Linked DNA regions of Sus scrofa: regions 2 and 3 are each linked to region 1. The links are chromatin contacts, called in public Hi-C and HiChIP or PLAC-seq maps. All regions are on one chromosome and are shown on one strand. Each heading gives the region's core, a stretch centred on a gene start, on an enhancer-like site or on the middle of the called end of the contact. The rest is flanking DNA. Distances are from core to core; before and after follow the strand shown. Region 1 holds the start of CDC23 (cell division cycle 23). Region 2 overlaps ETF1 (eukaryotic peptide chain release factor subunit 1). Region 3 holds the start of EGR1 (early growth response protein 1).

What was found. Hi-C and Micro-C count contacts between places; a contact is called where the count stands out from the background. HiChIP or PLAC-seq counts read pairs in DNA pulled down with a chosen protein or histone mark.
Region 2: an H3K27ac HiChIP or PLAC-seq map of alveolar macrophages shows a contact between it and region 1. The contact joins the enhancer-like site here to the promoter of CDC23 in region 1. A contact is called at or near these places in 5 of 47 Hi-C or Micro-C datasets (embryonic fibroblasts, mesenteric adipose tissue, retroperitoneal adipose tissue and 1 more) and 2 of 2 datasets of contacts at active chromatin or transcription factors (alveolar macrophages and skeletal muscle).
Region 3: a Hi-C map of liver shows a contact between it and region 1, with 3 times the contacts expected there. The contact joins the promoter of EGR1 here to the promoter of CDC23 in region 1. A contact is called at or near these places in 1 of 5 promoter capture datasets (fetal liver) and 1 of 47 Hi-C or Micro-C datasets (liver).

What each region holds. Positions count from the first base shown.
Region 1 is chr2:140,229,506-140,232,044 of Sscrofa11.1, forward strand. It overlaps CDC23 (cell division cycle 23), which reads right to left and starts at 1,270. Exons shown (of 16, transcript NM_001267826.1): 1 at 1,106-1,270; 2 at 946-1,018. The coding sequence starts at 1,257.
Region 2 is chr2:140,473,545-140,476,083 of Sscrofa11.1, forward strand. ETF1 (eukaryotic peptide chain release factor subunit 1) reads right to left here. Exons shown (of 11, transcript XM_003123975.6): 8 at 2,354-2,509; 9 at 1,850-1,914; 10 at 957-1,104; 11 at 1-688. The coding sequence ends at 606. The region is part of intron 2 of LOC106509575 (a long non-coding RNA gene); the gene reads left to right. Among named protein-coding and RNA genes, the nearest start is that of ETF1, 30 kb to the right of the region's middle. Within about 2 kb of position 1,262, at least 1 of the 83 cell types and tissues checked has an H3K27ac peak or open chromatin away from gene starts, as enhancers often do. A contact at or near this core is called in alveolar macrophages, where this site is marked.
Region 3 is chr2:140,439,569-140,442,107 of Sscrofa11.1, forward strand. It overlaps EGR1 (early growth response protein 1), which reads left to right and starts at 1,261. Exons shown (of 2, transcript XM_003123974.6): 1 at 1,261-2,455. The coding sequence starts at 2,149.

The DNA of each region.
Region 1 (2,539 bases), core at 20-2,519:
TTGTGCAGTTACTTATAATTTTTGTACTTGGATAAAGTTTTAACATGTTAGTATTGCAAAAGCAAATTCTCTATTTAAAAAAAAAATGAAATGATGCACATTTAAGGTAAAAACATACAATCCCCATGAATTCTAGGGATAAGCTGATCAAAATTTTAATAATTTCATTCTCCTCATCCTCCTTGCGCATGTATTACCAGCATGAAACTGGAACCAAAATGTATCCAATGTTTTTGTCACTGGATGATCATGTGTCCTAAATATGGCCATTTCAGCTTAGGATTCTAGTGGCCCTTTTCACACCTATTCATCATTTGCTTATTTCTTCTCCTGCCCCTCTGACCTCCAAATACCTTTTGGATTAAATATTTCTTGTTTTTACGTGTAAAGGGTGTGTCAAAAAAACGGCAGCTTCAGGAAAAACAAAATGGATTATGATGAAAATCTTTCAGACTATTGAGACTATGTAAACGTATGCTGTATATAGTACCTAAAATGTATTCCTCATTTAAATCTCTCAATATCCCTGTAAAGTAAATACTATTATCTGCATTTCACAGATAAGGTATCTTTGTCTCAGGAGGTTAGTAAGTTGTCAAAAGTTACTACTATGGCTGATATTTGAACCTAGAGCTGTCTGAATCCAAAGCTGGTTTCGCACTGTTGTAAAAACCTCTGATTCTTCTCCTTGTTGGGCTCTGAAACCTAAAAGGCTGGAATCTTAAGCAAGGATTGTTTACTAACTCTCTCCAGCTTAACTAAGGACACTACTAAGTCTTTAAAGCTTAGCTAAAACATTTAGATAAAATAGCTTAAAACACTTAGCTCTTTAAAAGCTTGAATTCCCTCTACCCAACATTCCTGCCAGGCAGTATGTTCCCAACTGGTGACAAGGCACTCAGGATCTCTTCTGATGATGGGGAGGACCCGCTAAGATGTCCTTACCTCTGTAATAGGCGGCGGCGGCTGCAGCTCGGACAGAGGCAACGCTGGAAGGGAGAAGGCCAACTCCGCTGACCTGGAACATCCAACCAAATTGAATCAGCTCGAGCTCCCCAAGGCCAAGGATGCCAAGCCCGGTCCTCCCCGGACCCCGACCTCTCACCATTTGCTACTGTGCAGTAGGCCCCGCTCGCGGGTAAGGCCCGCGATAAGTAGCAGCTGCTTTTTAATTTCTCGCAAATTTGAGAAATCGCCACTCGATGACAGGACCGGCATTACAGCAGTCACTGGGACTACAGAGGGGCTCGCAGCCATTTTTGGGTTTCAGCCACTCCAGCCAATCACCAGCGACAATACTAGCTGCCCCGGTTCACCAAAAAGTCCGCACGTTATTGGCGAACTCTGGCTCCGGAGAGACCAATCACAAGTCGCCCTCCTCCTAGCCTCTCTAAGAGGCCTGGAGAGATGAGACAAATTTATTCTCCGATTGGCCAAGAACTTCTAGGGCGGGAAAGTCAGATCAAGAAAGAGGGGTGAAAGCCAGGATTTCTAGGCGGGGCAGAAAGGAATGAGTGACTAGGAAAAGTGGACTGGGAAGCGCGGTTTGGGAGTAGGGGCCAAGAAAGTGCAGAAAGGACAGAGCCCTGCACCTTAAGAGTGACGTGACTGAACGAAAGATGGAATGTACTTAGTGGGCATGCAAAGTGATGTATGTATCTAGCAAAGATAACTGGTAGCCTACAGATTTTTCCTTAAGGAAGTAGGCCGCAGGTGGAGACTTCTTCCTCTTTATCCACCCTCTTCCTTAACCCAGAAGTGGGGAAGATAACTAACATGTATTGAGGGTTTACCTTGTGACAGGTTCTGTACTTCTACAAAATCTGGTTTGACCATTAAAACAGACTTATGATATTGTATCATCCCAATTGTTTGTTTTTTGGGGTTTTTTGTTTTGGTTTGGTTTTCGGTTTGGGTTTTTTGTTTTGTTTTTGTTTTGTTTTGTTTTGTTTGGCTTTTTAGGGCCGCACTCGCTGCATATGGAGGTTCCCAGGCTAGGGGTAGAATTGGAGCTGCAGCTGCCAGCCTACATCACAGTCCCAGCAACGCCAGATCCGAGCCACCTCTGCAATCTACACCACAGCTCAGGGAAGGCATCACCGGATCCTTAACCCACTGAGCGAGGCCAGGGAGCGAACACACAACCTCATAGTTCCTATTCGGATTCGTTTCCACTGTGCCACGACGGGTACTCCCGCAATTTTACAGATGAAAGAATTGAAAGTTTAGAGAGTTCAGATCATTTTCCCAAGGAGAGCATCTAGATTATAACCCAGCTCTGACTCAAAAACCCATGGTTCTTAAACATTACATAAACATTTTTAATCTTGTGTTGTTTTTCACCCTTTCATAGTATCCCTGGGAACGTTTTAAGCCACTTTTGTCATTCTTTGGGTGTTAAATAGAAGTGATTTTAGGTAAAGAATGTTGTTTAGATTAACATCTATTATTAAAGATTGTTTCATAAAGTCAACTTTATTGCACCATACTATGCAGTATATGAAGGCAAAATACTAATTTTTTTCCTGTTTCACAAGTG
Region 2 (2,539 bases), core at 12-2,511, 240 kb after region 1:
GGAGGGTAGTGTGAGGGAGTGAAGTTGAATCTGTCTCCTATTAGCTCACCCTTTCAACATTAAACAGAGACCGAGAGAGAAATGGTTCCAACATTTCACCACATATATTTCTTCTTATGCAGTCTAAGCTGAGAATGCCATGTAAATGGGTCACTGCGAAATGCAGCAATTTAATTTTTCTCCAATCAAAATAAGAAACAAACCAGTATGATCTCATTTCTATTAACTTTTGAAGGTTTACAGCAGTTAAAGTATTTTTGCTTCTATGTATGAAGGTTAAAAAAATCATTTTTTTTTTTCATAAAATACAAGAGCAACCAATTTCACCATCGAGTAAAAGTAAAAACTGGGATTCTTTTTAAATTAGTCCAAAGTGGCATTTAGGAACTTAGTTGTAGGCTGCTGCGCTGACACCATGACAAACCAAAGTGTAGGGTTGGGTCTGGTTTTGTTTCGGTTTTCTTTTCAATATCCAATGCTCATGGATTAAGTTCCGGAAGTGTTCCAATTGTAAGGCAGGGATCTGTTTGGATTCCACCACGGGTATGCTCCTTGGGTTGGATGCTGGAGGGTGAGGCACGTTTTGCCGGACCCATGTCGACTACCTAGTAGTCATCAAGGTCAAAAAATTCATCATCTCCTCCTTGGTATTCCATTCCCTGGAAATCTACTCGGTACCGCAAGATACCTGGAGGAAAGAAAAAAAAGGAGTAAATACGTGTGGTTCACAGAACCGAGGTGGGGGGAACAGTTCGCTCTAATTTAAAGGGAAGCCCAATCCACTTGCAGAATTATAGAAAGCAAAGAGGTGATGATAAAAACGGTCCCAACCAAGGAACCTGTGGCTACATGCTGCCTCAATGGATGAGCATACCCCACCTGAAGTAATTTTGGGATAGCTAGGAAAGACTGTGGCCTAAGACCTTAATTTTTAGTTTTCTGATTTTGCTACTCACCTCCAATTCCACCAAATCCTTTCACAAATTGGGATCCTTCTTGTGACTTATCTGTGACAATTTCCAACGTAGCTCCAAATTTTTTATAATTGTTAGCAAACCATTCCAGCAGGGGCATGCTCTCAATCAGCTCATGTTCTTGTCCTGTCTGCAGGGGCAGCCAGGAGACACATAAACAGGATTAGGATGTATCAAAACAGGGGCACGTGCTCCCCTGCCTGCCAACATTCTCCTTCCTCTCATTCTATGTATGTGTGTAAAGCTGTAAATGAATTCTCGTTTGTGGTGACGTGATTGCAACAGCACAGAAATTCTGATTACTTCAAACAACATTTTCCCCCAGGCTCTAGCTTCAGTAATGAAATGTTAACACACACTTAGCAGTTTTGCAACTTAGGGTTCCTCCTGCTGTCTCTAGAAGTCAGGCTGTTGCAAAGTGTCTCTAGGCAGCACTCATTCAACAGCCAAGAGATATACCAGCACTGCTTTTTAGAGCAGCCTTATAAAAAGCCAAAGTCCCTCAACTTAGGATATGAAGAAGCTACCAATTACAAGAATGTGTGTTGAGCAGGTGACACTTTGAGCTGTGGTGATACATTTAGGCCAAATCTGCAAAAGCTGCTTCAGCAGAAGAACTGGTAAAGTACATGGAGTGAAGGAGAGGCATTATTTAAATAAATCTTCCTCTCTACCATAAACTATGACCTGGCCTCCTTCCTTGGAATCAGATCCGTACGTGGCAGATAAGAGCTGACCACCTCCCAGTACTCCCACTGCCGACAAGTATGAAGTTTGGTTTCCCAAGGCTGATACTGCTCTATGCCGCCAGGGCTCTAACACATGGATTTATGTCTCCTTGCATCCACTGCCAAACAAAATCAACAATGACATACCTCTTTGTCTGTAAAATGAGATTTATCCTTCTCTTGTTCTGGAGTTAGATAGAGAATTTTCTCCTCTGCAGTATTAGGGGAAAAAAATGTGTTAACCTGGTTCTCATATACTAACAAGTTTAAGTCCTATGAGATGAGTTAGGTTAGATGAAAGGGCTCCTGAACTCATTCTATCAACTTTCTTTTCATAAGCACATTAGTCAGCATGCAGTGACTGAATAATGTCTATCAGGCACACCACTCCTATCACAAAGAAATACTAAAAACATTTAGTATACATATAGCCTTTGTCCTCAAAAAATTTAACAATCTCAAGCAAATGTTTATCAGTCCAATCAGAAAAATCTATGAAGGAATGGGATACAAAATGAAAGAGTGGGAACAAGATCTAGATCTGCCTTTTGATTGCTCCTGAAATTAGCCATCTTTCCCAAATCTCCACCTCAGGCTTCTTGAATATACAGCCCAGTAACAAGCAGTGTTCTTATTTTCTAATTCTCATACCTTCTGTGCCTTGGCAATGAAGAACATATCTCATTATATCCAGGTTTTCATAGACTATTAGAATCTCTACAGCTCCCATTTCTAAAGCCTTTAGTGTATCTTCAACTCCAAAACAGTACTTGCCCGTGTCTTGGCTGATTTCATCGAAGTATCGCCCTGTGGTTAGGGACAGGTCAGTGAGAACAC
Region 3 (2,539 bases), core at 11-2,510, 210 kb after region 1:
CCCAGCAGGAGGCCTCAGAGAGATTCATCACTCCTGCCCCTGCCCCTAATGGACCACTCCTTAAGCGGTGGGAGTGTCCCCCACCCCTGCTCTTCGACCCCTACCTCCGGAAGCTGTTTCGGTTCAAGGAGACCCTAGCTCACTCTCTTCTCTCCCAGTGTCGTCAGCACCTTCCTTCCACACACAGACTCTCTGCTTTCTTTTTAAATTCAGAAAAACACCACCTCCCCTGGATTCAGAGCTAGAGCAGGAGCCTACCGGAATCCCTGTTCTGTGTGGGGTGTGCGCTTGACGGTGGGGAGTCGGGTGAGGACGGAATGGGGAGGGCTTCTCCGTTGGTGTTTGCATGGTCCCGGGAGACCTCCGGGAACCATTCCAGCCTCCTCCCGTCCACCCCCACCTTGGCCTGGCTCGGAAAGGGGAGTGTTATCCCGCCTTGGAGGTGGCGGCTCCCCGGGGACTGCAGGGGGAGCCCGGGCTTCGGCGCCTGCTCAGTTCGCGTTCACTGCGTCTAAGGCTCCCCCGGCCTGGCGCGGCGCCCAGCACAGGAGCCGGGAGGGGGAGCAAAAAGGCGGCGGAAGAGCCCACACGGTCAGGGGCCGGGGGAACCGAGCCGGAGAGGGGACCTCCAGAGGGCAGCACCAAGCCGCTAAGGAAGTCCTCTCTTCGGGCTAGTTTGGGGTCCCCAGAGAGCCCATAGAAAAGCCTCCTTTTCAGATTCCCACACCGCCCGCCCCTCCTCCACCTGTTCCGGATAAAGGTGGGAAAGTCTCCCATTATCACAAGGACCACTAGCTCCTGGTGTGAACAGGACTCAGGTCTCTCCAGGGGTAACCAGTTTCCTTCGTCCAGCCACCCAAACGTGGGCTTTTCCCCAGCAGGGACGAGAAACAGTCTTTCGGTTCTGATGGCGCAGAGGGATCCCCAGGCCCCAACAGCCCCAGCCCATTGGCAGATGGAGGAGAAGCAGGTGGCCGCCGCACCGCACCTTACTGCCCAGGAACCCAGGAACCATCTGCTGTTATTTCCTAGCCTCAACTTCCCCAGCGACACCTGGAAAGGCGCCGTGCCATTGGCCGAGGCTGGGGGTCAGGGCCCCGCCTTTCCTGGGCGGCCTCTGCCCCGGCCAGCACAGCCGCTCCTCCCCTTCTCTCCCGCCCGGCTCCCACGGTCCCAGAGGTGGGCGGGTGAGCCCTGGATGACGGCACGAGAACCCCAGTCCGACTCGCCTTCGCCCCCGCCCCGGGCCCGGGCTTTCCCAGCCCAGTCCTCGCCGAGGAGCCGCGGTGCGCCTAGCGCTCCGCTCCCCGAACCCCCCCAGCCTGGGTGTCCCCGGCTCTTGCGCGAGTTGGGCTCCCGGCTTGGAACCAGGGAGGAGGGAGGGCGCCAGGGAACAGCAAGCAGCGACCCGGAAACGCCATATAAGGAGCAGGAAGGATCCCCCGCCGGAACCACCCTTATTTGGGCAGCGCCTTATTTGGAGCGCCCCGATATGGCCTGGCTGCTTCCGGCTCCGGGAGGAGGGAAGAAGGCGGAGGGAAGGGGCGGGGGCAAGGCCGGGGAGTTTCGGAGCAGCTTGAGTCCGGGAGTTCTCAGCTGCGGCTTGGGTGCTAAGCTTCCTCGAAGCCGTGGCACCTCGGGTGCGGGAGCCGGCATGAGGCCCGAGGTGCGGGATGGCGGTGCCCACGGCTCTCGGAGAGGGGCCTTCGCGTCACTCCGGGTCCTCCCGGCCGGTCTTGCCATATTAGGGCTTCCTGCTTCCCATATATGGCCATGTACGTCACGACGGAGGCGGGTCCGTGCCGTTCCAGACCCTTCAAATAGAGGCGGATCCGGGGAGTCGCGAGAGATCCCAGCGCGCAGAACTTGGGGAGCCGCCGCCGCCGCCGCCGACAGCTGCCGCCGCCGCCGCCGCCGACAGCTGCCGCCACCGCCGAAAGACCGGCCCCTACCCCAGCCTCGGTAGCAGCGCCGCGGCTACACCGGCCGGCGGCGAGGGCGAGCCTGCAGACCCCACCTGCGCTTTCCACAGTGTGCACCGCGCCCCGCATGTGACCTGGCCAGGCCCCCGAGAGGTGTCCCCCGCAGCTCCAGCCCCAGGCTGCGCCCACCCGCCCCAACACCAGCTCTCCAGCCCGCCGGTTCGGGATGGCGGCAGCCAAGGCCGAGATGCAGCTGATGTCCCCACTGCAGATCTCCGACCCCTTCGGCTCCTTTCCACATTCGCCCACCATGGACAACTACCCTAAGCTGGAGGAGATGATGCTGCTGAGCAATGGGGCTCCCCAGTTCCTCGGTGCCGCCGGAGCCCCCGAGGGCAGCGGCGGTAACAGCAACAGCAGCAGCAGCAGCGGGGGCGGTGGAGGTGGAGGGGGCAGCAGCAACAGCAGCAGCAGCAGCGCCTTCAACCCTCAGGGGGAGGCGGGCGAGCAGCCCTACGAGCACCTGACCGCAGGTAAGCTGTGGCCTATGCCGAGGGCTAGCCCCCTGCCCCACCATCCTGGCATCTGGTCCTGCCCCACGGCTTTTGTAGCGCGCC